2 separate regions of the Rattus norvegicus genome follow, and region 2 is linked to region 1. A link is a contact called in public Hi-C data. All regions are on one chromosome and are shown on one strand. The core of a region is the stretch at or near the end of the contact, and the rest is flanking DNA. Distances in the headings are between cores, read along the strand shown. Region 1 overlaps LOC120094708 (a long non-coding RNA gene). Region 2 has its middle 280 kb from the start of Tns1.

Region 1 (5,608 bases), core at 1,267-3,766:
TTTATTATAATCCAAATCCAAATCTTTTTAAAATTTATTTATTTTATCTTATTTTTTGGCTGTTTGTTTGTTTATTTGTTTGCTTTTAAGTCAGGATTTTTCTGTGTAGCCGACATTATCCTGGAACCCCCTTTGTACACCAGGCTGGCCTCAAACTCAGAGATCTACTTGCCTCTGCCTCCCAAGCCTGGGATTAAAGACATGTGGACCATGCCAGGCCTTAATTTTTTTAATAGAAATTTTTTAAAAAAATGATAATTGCTTTGCTGATCTATTAAAAAGGAACAATTCACTTTTGTTGCAGAATAAAGGTTTTTCTGATAATACCTACCAAGTCAATAAGTCCCCATTGCTCCTTTTCAAATTGGCATGTTGCTGGTAATGGAAATTATCATTTTAGTCATTTCTGGCTTTTTATGGTGCTTAAATTGCCATTTTTCATTCTCAAAAACATTAAGCTCTTTTTAATAGCATTTGTCAGTTCTCCAAACAGCACATCTGCCTTAATCACCCATTCCTGGCAAGATGACATTTAAACTAAATTTTACATTTATATTCAAAGGCACTGGAAACATTCTAGAACTTCAAAGTAAATTTAAAGTAAATCTTCACTATTAAGAAAAATCAGACATTTACATTTAAATTCGAAGACAAAGTAACCTCGTTTGGGATTAGACTCAACTAGCATTTGTATCCCAGAGTATGGGAAGGAAACCAGAAGCACCCATCAGGGGAAGAGCTCCCCATGCTTAGGAACAGAAACTTCAAGGTTACTGCTAAACCACTGAAACTCTGATGCTAATGAGGAAAATGGGTTTCATCGTGTGCTATAAGGAGGAGTAACAAAAAGGAGACACTCCCCACCCCCACTAAATTATTACAAGGTTCTCAAAGAAGCAGCTAAACACTCTGAGAAAATATGACAAAGTATCTGGTTTGGGACACAGTACGCCACTGTTAACCAGTTACTTTGCAAATTGCCCACCTAACAGAGTCCAAGAGCGTCTGCATCTGAGAGGAGATTACCGTTCAGAATGGTGTTCTTTCTGACTGAGCCAGATGCTGCTTCCCTGTGGTACTCCTCCTGAAGACGGTCACACGGCTTAGCTTTAACATCACACATGAGCAGCAAGTCAACTGTGCTGATACAGGGGTGCAAGACAAGTTCCCCACCCCAAACGCTCTCCTGGGGAAGGAAATTAGATATTTGAAATAATAACAACTATCAAACGGCACCACCATAATAAGCTCTCTCATTGACAGGGCTGATAGCATAGGGACAATGATCAATACAGAATGTAAAAGGAGAAACTCAAAGGAGCTATAAACCAGCAACTACACTCAAGCTGCAGAACCTCCCAGACAGAGAACCTACTCAGGTCTCATTTCCAGGGCCAGTGAGAAGCTCCATGGGTAAAGGTATTTACCCACCGAACAGCAGGAGAGACCTGAGAGCACTCGTGACAAAATGGAGGCTATTGTTCGTGTTTTTGCTCCCCTAAACAAGCTTATTTGACCCATGTGCTTGGGATGTGCTTGATCACATGTGGGTGGGAGGTACATGGGCAGGACATAGTCAGGATGCATGCTCGTCCATGATTGGATCTGAGGGGAAATGTGGTGAATTCTGGGCTTTGTCTTTGTTTGTTTGTTTGTTTGTTTGTTTGTTTGTTTTGAGCAGGGTTTCTCTCTATAGGCCTGGCTGGCCTAGAACTTGGTCTGTATAAGAGGCTGACCTGGAACCCTCAGAGATTCACCTGCCTCTGTCCCCCAAGTGCTGGGATAAAAGGCGTGGGCCACCACCATCCAGATGGTTTTGCCATTTTAAGCCTCAGCAAAATGTGACTCATGGCCCTTTCCTGAGAACCTGAGTATGGACCTGGCCAGTATTTAATTAAAGCTTGCTTCAAATTTGGCAAGTTTGGTCTTAGTCTCAACACATGGGATTGACAGAACAAACTTCTGAAAGTTGTTCTGTGTATGGTCTTCACACAGAGACTGCAGCTACGCATGTACACACACACACACACACACACACACACACACACACACTGATCATAAATAAAATCCTTGTTAAAAAGAGATCTCATTCTCCAATGTCATAGGCTATTTGTGCTAATGTTTTATTCTTTTGGGGCTCAATGCAATATCCATCAAATAGTAAACTGGGTATGCCCTACGGTGATATCTGTTCAACCATAACAGGGAAATGTTCCTAATTTAGGGAGACCTGAACTACAAGAAGGATGAGTTCCCGTGCAGGGCCTGAGACTGCCCAGCCAGCATGGGGTACGGCTCTGCAGCACCACAGAGGAGAAGAGACACCCATGTGCTAAGCTCCTCCCAAACATGCCACCTTGGTCATTTGCACATGACCTCCTACTGATTCTTAACAACCTTGTGAGCAGACAAGGTATACACTCACATCTGCAGCCCAGACTCTGCCTCCCTCCCAACATCCAGTCATCAACTGTGTGTTGGCTCCCTTGAAATGCCTCTTTTCACAAGGCCTTGTCTGTCCTCCCAGTTACACCACCACCCACCCTCAGCATCATATGAATCTGACTTAGCACAGAATCATACAGATGGGAGGAGCCGGGTGAGTTTCCAGTTTTATTTGTCATTCTTTATCAGATTCCTAACAGAATACGGAGAGAACTCACTCACCACTTGTCAAATGGCAACATCAGTAGCCAGACTTTCCTGGATATGATCCTGATCTTCCTCTAGCAGACAATAAAACTAAGGAAAGGAGATCTAATAGGTTCCCAAGAACACATGGCTAGGAAGGGCCAGGATTTGAACCCTGGCATCTAAGAGTGGTAGGATAGTGTTTGACCGAACATATTGATTACCTCCTGTATCCTGCACATTGTACCTGTAGCTGCTTAACTTTTGATGCGTTTAAGAGTCTCCATCCTGGAAAGCTGCTATTTAGAGCTGCTGCCACCAAAGTTTGCAGAAGCCCAAAACAACAAGAGCTAGTTGGATCTGAGATTTTAATACAGTTTGTCTAACTTCAATACCGTTTTCTTCCCACTGCTCCACTGTAAGATACCAAGAGTAGTAACAGTAATAATAGTACCATAACTACATAGCACATGTCTGCTCAGACTACAGACTATTCTTACCAGCCGACCAGCCTCCCTGATAAACAGGAAACGTTACCTTTTTGTTTTTACTTGTACTCGTGGTAAAGCTGTGAGTCTGAGAAATTAAACCACCTATCTAACTCCACACAGCTGGTCAGTAAAATGTCTTAGAGGATACCCACGCTGTGCCATCCAACATGGTAGCCGCTGGATACCCTAATTCATTAAGACAAGGTAAAAACCGAAAAGCTAGCTCCTTGAACTCACCAGCTAGGCTTTAAGTGCTCGGCAGTCTCCTGCAGTAGGTGGTTTCCCTACTAAAGAGCACAAACAGGATGTTCCTATTTATATAGGAAGCATCCCACACACAGTACTACACCCTTGCCACTATAGATAAGCAACAAAAGCAGCCCCGGGATTCTAAGAAACACAGAGTCTCAGGTTGCTCTCAGACCTAGTCGGTCACACCTGCCCTTCAGCATGCTCCTCGGGAGGCTCCTGATCACGTGGTCTGTGAGAAACACTGGCTTAGTCACTTCCTCTTCGTTTTGCAGATGAGAAACTGAAGTCCAAAATGATGAACAACTTGGCTAAATCACTTGTGGGGTTGGAAGAGGACTCAGGGTAAGTAGCCAAGACTCTAACCTCTGCTGCCCTGCTCCAGAGTAGGCACGGGGCCAAAGCAGCCTTGGTAACGCCTGAAAGTAGAATGGGGAAGGTGGGTGCTAGCATCCCCTCCATGCAACTACAGATGAAAGGAGAAATAGTGTTTGCCCCTAATCCAATAAAAGGGAGGTAATGCTAATGTCAAAGGCCTCCATGAAGACTGTGAAGGGACTGCACTGGCTTTTGGTCTCTTATCCAAGCTGAGGTACAATACAGAGGGTGAGGGGCTGAAGCAGGGTAGTATTCTTCTGAGATCCAGGACTGTAGTCAGAAGTGGCGAATGTGTAGATCTCTAGGCAGCCTCCCTCTCCTGGCAGGGGTCTTATCAGCCTCTACAGTGCTATTGTCAGAGAGCTTCTCTCCTAGGTCCTTTGAATCCCTAAACAGGGTCCCTCCCCAAAGATTCAGCCAGGCTCTCTCTAGTCAGCCAAGCCTTTAGCCTCTTGCTACAAATCTAATGAGAGTGAGCCAGACCAAAGTGGACATGCAAATGGAGAAGGCAGGCTTAGGGCTTTAGAGAAGTTCTGAACCTCTTCTGACAGCCAGTTCCCAGCTACCCACAGCGTCCCTGGGGAAAGTTCCAAGGCCTGGTCAACAGAGGACTGGGCCTTCCTGCCTAGAGTTCCCTCCAAATCCAGCAGCTTGTGTGCCAGTAGATCAGTGCTGCTGCGGGTCTGACTATTATCTACTTTACTGGGTGGAGTCCCCACCAGCCACAAGTAGCACTTGGGCCCTAAAAGGCAGCCAGTGTGACTGAGAGATAAACTCTCCACCTCTGTTTATTTCTGCTTCTAGAGACACACTCTACTCCTATAGATACACAGAGCTACAGGCCACCAGGCTGGATGGCATCACCTTGGATAAGACTCTTCCAGTCGCTTCAGCCTTGCCAACTATAAAGTGAAAGACTGAGATTCAGTGAACTGACCCTGACTCAGAATGACATCTCATGTGGCAGAGCATTTTGAGAGCCTTTCGGACAACATCCCATTGGTGGGTGATATCCAGCTGCCCTTCTGCCCTGAGCTGGTACCTACTTTTCCACCCATCACCTTGCCCACAGAGGGATTAAATGACTTCAGTCAAATGAAGGCACAAATTGCCATCCTAGGCTTTTTAACTCTTTAAATGAGAATCAAACAAGCATAGTCTTCAGCATACATCAGGATCTCAATCCATCCAGCCCATTTATTTACTGACCCACAATTTTATCACATCTGGTGGCTTTTAAATATGTCCAAAGTCTTTGACAATGCGCTATTGAGTTGGGGATGGAGAATGTCCCTTTCCTATAAAATGAGCAGTATGTAATTATTGGGAACATGTGGCTTGATGATGCTCAAAGCCAGGTCATAAAAAGTCATGCAGACCCAAGTCATTCACTGTCTCCCTCTTGGAAAGTGGACGTTCATGTCAGAGGTCCCACTATGCTGCAACTGTCATTCCAAAGACATCACAAATAAATGTTCTAAGTGACACTACCCCAGCCAAGACATCAGATGTAGAGATGGAGAAGCCAGGTGAAAAGAATGGGTCTTTGAGCTCCATGCTCAGGTTTGTACCACGGTGGTTCTCTGCCTTCAAATGAGATGCCTAACCTCTTTGACTTCTGCAAAATGGGATTCTTGTTGTGGCAATGGCACAGTGTTTGTGAAATCCTAAGCAGAGTTCTTGACTCAGGAAAGTCTGAAGGAAACACATCAAAATGAGGCAGCCATACATGCCATCCACTCTGCAAATCTTGGGGCATGGCCATGGACACAGTGTGCTTATGAAAGTGGCTTTTGATGACAGAACTTCTGGCAGGCTAGACTTTAGAGATAATAAATGGTTCAGATTTAGAGAGATGG
Region 2 (5,608 bases), core at 2,145-4,644, 210 kb after region 1:
AGCCTCTAATGAGAGGACTAACTGACAACTGTGGAGTTAGTCTGTGGGGTTAACAAAACAGAAATTCGGGCTGGCAAGATGGCTCATCTGGACATGCCCGTGCCAAGCAAGCTTGGTCTCCTCCGGAACCTATGCGAAGGTAGAAGAAGAGAATTGATTCTACAAAACTAAATTCTGACATCCACACTCATCACACACACACACACACACACACACACACACACACACACACACACACCAGACAGTCACACACACAATAACAAATTTTTTTTTAAAGAAAAGAAAAAGAGAAACAAGGAAAGTATAGAGCAGGAAGAGTTAGACATGACCTCAGGAGGTACCTTCTTGTCAATGTAACTTGCTGACTTTTTTTTATTACTGGCATGTAACCGTTTTTTAAACAGAAGAGTAAACTATAAGAGAAAAAGGAATAACTTAAGTAGAAAAAGAACATCCAAAACTACTGTGTCTGAGCCCCTGCCTCAGAAGAGCCTCCCTCCCACCATCAGATTGAGTAAAATGGTTTCTCAGAAACCACAAAATATGAAAGCCCATGCAAATGCCACTGAGCCCTCCCCAGGGCTCCCTGCCATGGACTCCCCCTGTCTCCAGCTGGCCCTAGGGACAGCAGGATGCAGCATGGAGTGCTGGGCAGCTGGCTTCACAGTACAGCGCTTGCTCTCCAGCTGCCGTCAGTCTTGACCCAGGCCATGCTGTGGTTTCAGTGGGAAAGCCCCATCCCTGACACTAGACATTAAGTGCAAGATAAATCCTATAAGCTCTCTCATCTCAACCTGCTTTGGGACCGAAATCATGGGTGTGGATACCCTTCACTGTTCCGGGCAGAGGGTGGGGCTGGGTTCCTGCACACAGATTTGCAAGGAGCTCCCTGGGGTTCCAGAAAGCTGAGACCTCTCTAGCTGGGAAGGCTCCCACTGTTCAAGCCAAGGCTGGTCTGTTCCCAGGGCCTTGTCCTGGTGAATAGGACACTGTAACCAGAAAGAGACCTGGGCTCTTCTCCCAGGCTAGTCACAAAACAGCTGTGGGGTCTTGAACAAGTCTCTGCCAGGTGTCAGCTCCCTCGACTTCCAGAGACACCAGCAGCCCTGTGGGGCATCTGGCAGACAAGTAAGGATATGGGCCTGCAGGCACAGCCAGCTTTCTGCCCGGAGGATGCTAGGATAGATGGATGGACGAGCAGCAGAGGGACATGCTGCTCCTGCTTTCTGGGAAAGTCTAGAGAGCAAAAGTTCCACCTCAGCTTCTTACACATTCCTAATCTTAAGAAGGCAGGGTCTTCTTTCTGAACAGAGGATAGGAAGTATCCATCCCAGAGAGAGAGATTCATGCTGGAACAGTGAGGTGGGTGTGCACAACCCCTGTTCTACTGAGCGGTGTGGTCTTAGACTCAGTTTTTCCAGCCCTCAGTTTTTCCATCTGTAAGATAGGAATTTTTATCATTTCACCTGGTTGTAGGTACCTCCTGTCTAGTGTATACATAGTGCTCAGAAAAGGAAGGAAGGAAGGAAGGAAGGGAGGGAGAGAGGAAGGAAGGAAAGAAGGAAAGGGGGAGGGAGGGAGAGGGGAGGGAGGGGGAGGAAGGGAGGGAAGAAAAAGGTGACTACAGATGTTCTAGGCCACCCTGGTCTTCAAGCTCTCTTTACCTTGCCTCTCTCCTCTCCTGTGATCCCTGGGTATGCCTCTCCCATGGCCTCTGCTTTAAAAAGACGTGACATTCCTGCATCTCTGTGGAAGACAGACTCCTCCCGTCTTTAAAAGAACAGGGCACGCACGAGCTGTGCCCCCAGCATTTAGCAGATGGCAGGCAGAGTTTGGAGCCCTGTGGAGCTCACACGTGGAGCATCCGGGTGCTGCTCCCCCAGGGTGCTGCTCCCCCACTGCTTATCACATGAGAAGTGTGGTTCGATCGAGCTGCCCTGAGCTTAGATGGGGATAAAGTTGTACCTAATCGTCAGAGATGAGCAATGGCGAGGCAGACAGTAGCTTATATTCCTAGTTACAATCCTAGAGTGAGTACCCTTCACCCGTCCAGTCTTTATTCTTCAATCAGCTAACCTGCAATCGGAAGGAAACAGAGTCCCAACGTAGAAATAGGAAAGGTGACCATTCCAAGCCTTTTCAGGCCATAAGACCCCAACGCTCTCACTTTTCCAATGGAGAAAGTGCTTTCTGGAGAGAAGAGACTTGCCGGGGTTGTATGGGTAGTCCGGGAATCCCACAGGGATCCAGTAGAGTCCTCCCATCAACCCCCGGGGGGCGAAAGTCAGACATAGGGGGTGCGGGGGGGGGGGGTAGAGGAAGGGAGCATCTCACGTTCCTTAATAGGCTGGAGCAGTCCACCCACTCTCAAAACTGGCTCAAGAAGCAGCTAAGAATGGATCTTGAAAACCATTTACGCTCGCCCACCGTGCCTGCCCTCCCATGGACCTTATCCCTGAGGCTCTGAGTCACCTGCTGGGCCCAAGGAACGGAGGTGAGAGTTCAGATGGTCTCTGAATAAGCGCGCGGGGGGGGGGGGGCGGCATTCTGTCAGAAAAGGGGCTCAGAGTGCCAGTCTAATCCATGCCATTCTGACAGACAAGGTTGTGTGTAAGCAGCTTCGGTTTTAAAAGATTAGGAGGCAAGTACTGGAGTGGAAAGAAACCTTACTGAGTCAGTTCCACCGACAGTACCACACTGCCCTCTGCTGGTCAGATGAGAGAAGGCATAGAGGCTGGATGAATCACACTGAGACCCTGTGTGGATCACAGGATTTCTTACCTCCTTTTCTAAGGTGAAACAGAGATACGGGGAGTTATGGAGGGCTGCTTCCATCCTCAGAAACCCATGCTGTCTTCAAGCAACACAGACTTCCCTCAGTGCCTGGCACCAAGGACATCCCCTCCTGACTCTATGTCTTTGCAATGTGCCAGCCTTTGAACCTCTAGTTTCCTATTCCAAAGCCAGTGCTTAGAACCCAGAGCACTCAATATCCTGCATGACTTACTCTGCCTTCTTTGCACTAGAATAAGATGTCATATCTAAACTTGGGGACATTTTCCTTTCCAGTCGCTGAGGACAGCCCCCAGGCTAAGGAAGACACATCCTGCTTGAGCTAAGGGACAAGAAAGGGTCCTCATCTCTGGGATGAACCCAAGGCCCTCGAACTTCCAGAAGCATTGAGCATCAGCTCCATAGCAACCTAGGAAAGAGATAGCAAAGGCCAGAACCCATCCCTGCAGCTTGAGTGTTTTCACCCTGTCCCCATGGTAACAAACCTTCCCCCATGCTCCCATGTCCTGCCCTTTGCACACTGGGTAGTTCAGAGCAGCACACCCTGCAGCTGGCTGACCAGCTTCCAGGCATGGGCTCAACTTGGGCCATAGTTTCCCGAACCCCTGTGCAGACTCAGGAGCCACTGCAGCTGACAGGACTACGTGACAAGAGTGATTCACACACCGCCACCCTGACCATCTTTCTCTCTCTCTTCCTCTCTCTCAGCCATCACAAAAGTCTCAACACAGAGCAGCATTGTCCCCAGGGTCAGGAGGGGCTGGAAACCAAAGGGAACTGAGAAGACAAGCCTGGAAAGGGATGGTTTGCCAGACGACGCATGCGCCTCCTCGTGCCGGCCAAGCCCACTTCCTGCCTGTCTCCAGCTTCATAGCTCAAGTTTATATCTCCATCCCAGAAAACCCACTTGGGCTTGGCTTGTTGGCATCTCCCACTTTCTACTCTCTGCCTCGCCCTGCGTTGCTCTGAAAATTGTGCACAGGCTATTTCCTTTTTCTTCTCCAGCGCATTCTTCTTTAAAGCCTGTAAGATAAAAACAACGTCCTGAAAATGCTGCCTTTAAGGGTGCCCGTCCTCTCTCTTCTGTTCCCTACACCTAACCAAATCTGCTGTGATTGGTCGGTGTGAGCAAGGCCCTCTGCAGCAGGGAGCGATGGTAGATGAAGGAGAATCTGGGGGAGTCTTGATGGGGTATGACAAAGGCAGGGTGATGGTACAGTGACGAATTGGGGACATTACTCCAGTTCTCTCCATAGTCCGTGACTATGACGATTGTCAACCATAGATTGTTGAGAATAAATCTCTAGTTAAATAAACACCGGGGACCAGAAAAGGCCTTAGGAGGCCAAGCATTTCATTCACTGAGAAGCGGATCCTCAGCCAGAGCAGACCAGAGGTTGGCAAATCCGTCTGCACCTGTGCGAAACAGCTCAACTCCTTAGAAAGCTCTTTGGACATCAGCTCAAAAATCTACCCCCAGCACCAAACTGTAAAGGGGGCCAGCCTTCTCCACTCTTCTTGGTATCCGTGCCCTTTATGTGCAGTCTAGACATTTGGAGCTTATGTTACAACTTACTCAGGTTAAATGTGATGCCATGCCATTAACGCGCCTGAGCTCGGAGGGGCTTCTCATTCTCCCCAGATCAAACCCCATCTCCTCTTAAGAAGATGGATAAACAAGGAAAACTGGTTCCTCTTAGCTTCTGCCACCTGTGAGCAAATAAGTGCAGACCACCTGGTGACTGATTGCTGAGAGCTAGGGAACAAACCCCAGCCCAGGGCTGTAGACCCACCCAGCTGAGCCCCATCCAAATTACCAGCTCTCAGAATCACAGACTAAATCCATGACTATTGCTTTTGTCAGTAAATTAATGGGTGTTTACCTACCTACGAAAAAGGAGGAAAGGGATACATCCCATCTAAGCCCCCTACGGCTGTGCTAGATACAGAAGAGTCTTGTCCCTCCTGTGTGAGGAGGGCCCTTTAAATAGGAAAGTAAGTCTCTTTGCCTCTAAGTCTCAGCATGGCTCCTGGGGGGGGGGTCATCCAAGCTAGCTCCCTCCTCGAAGGAAAAGTCATGCACCCAGGTGGCCTTTACCCTTTCCACTACTTAGTGCCTGCCCAGTAGCAACATCAGAAGAATTCCTCCGGTGTCAGCATCCTCCAGTGACACCCTGTCCACCTCGAGGGGCACTCTGACTATCCCAGAACTCCAAGAGTCCAATCTCTCAGCACATGTAATTGGAAATTAAGAGACGTGGAAAAACTGAGTTGAGGAGGGCACCAAACTCACCATAAAAACATTGAAATCGATTAATCCTCAAAGCCACCTTCTGACCCAAATCTAAACTGCCCAGAAAATCTCCCAAACAAATGTGGTTAAGCAGGCTTCCCATAGAGGCTTGCCCCATGGCCAGAACAAGGGAGGAGCCAGGGGCTGGCTTCCAGCATCCACTCCACATGGAGTCAACATGGCACACTGGACTTGGGCTTGGGGTCTGAAGAGGAAGGTCATCGGCCCCACCACAGGAGCCAGTGCAGACCATGGCAGCATCCCTCAGAACCAGGCCCAGCAGGAAGCAGTGTGGTGGGGAACGGCCGGCTGCCATCAGTGAGGTTGTCTGGCCAATGGCCATGCTGCAGCCTGCAGCCTGCCAGTTTCAAAGCAGTCCTCACAGCCTGGCTTCCTGTTTTTTTCTTTGCACTCCCTGTGTGTCATGGCACAATTATTCTGAGAGATGTTCTCAAAATGGGCTCGATGTCCAATTTTCTTTCCCTAATAACAGTGCGGGGGGCGGAAGGGGGGTGTAAGGGT

Evidence for each region. A called contact is a pair of places that touch in the nucleus more often than the background predicts.
Region 2: a contact with region 1 is called in a Hi-C map of Schwann cells, with 5 times the contacts expected there. The contact joins two enhancer-like sites. A contact is called at or near these places in 8 of 12 Hi-C or Micro-C datasets (the A7r5 cell line, the Rat2 cell line, Schwann cells and 5 more).

The regions. Positions count from the first base shown.
Region 1 is chr9:82,660,050-82,665,657 of GRCr8, forward strand. It overlaps LOC120094708 (a long non-coding RNA gene), which reads left to right. Exons shown (of 3, transcript XR_005489206.2): 2 at 3,647-3,716; 3 at 4,554-5,608. Among named protein-coding and RNA genes, the nearest start is that of Pincl, 210 kb to the left of the region's middle. Within about 2 kb of position 2,517, at least 5 of the 93 cell types and tissues checked have an H3K27ac peak or open chromatin away from gene starts, as enhancers often do. A contact at or near this core is called in Schwann cells, where this site is marked.
Region 2 is chr9:82,866,272-82,871,879 of GRCr8, forward strand. No RefSeq gene overlaps it. Among named protein-coding and RNA genes, the nearest start is that of Tns1, 280 kb to the right of the region's middle. Within about 2 kb of position 3,395, at least 5 of the 93 cell types and tissues checked have an H3K27ac peak or open chromatin away from gene starts, as enhancers often do. A contact at or near this core is called in Schwann cells, where this site is marked.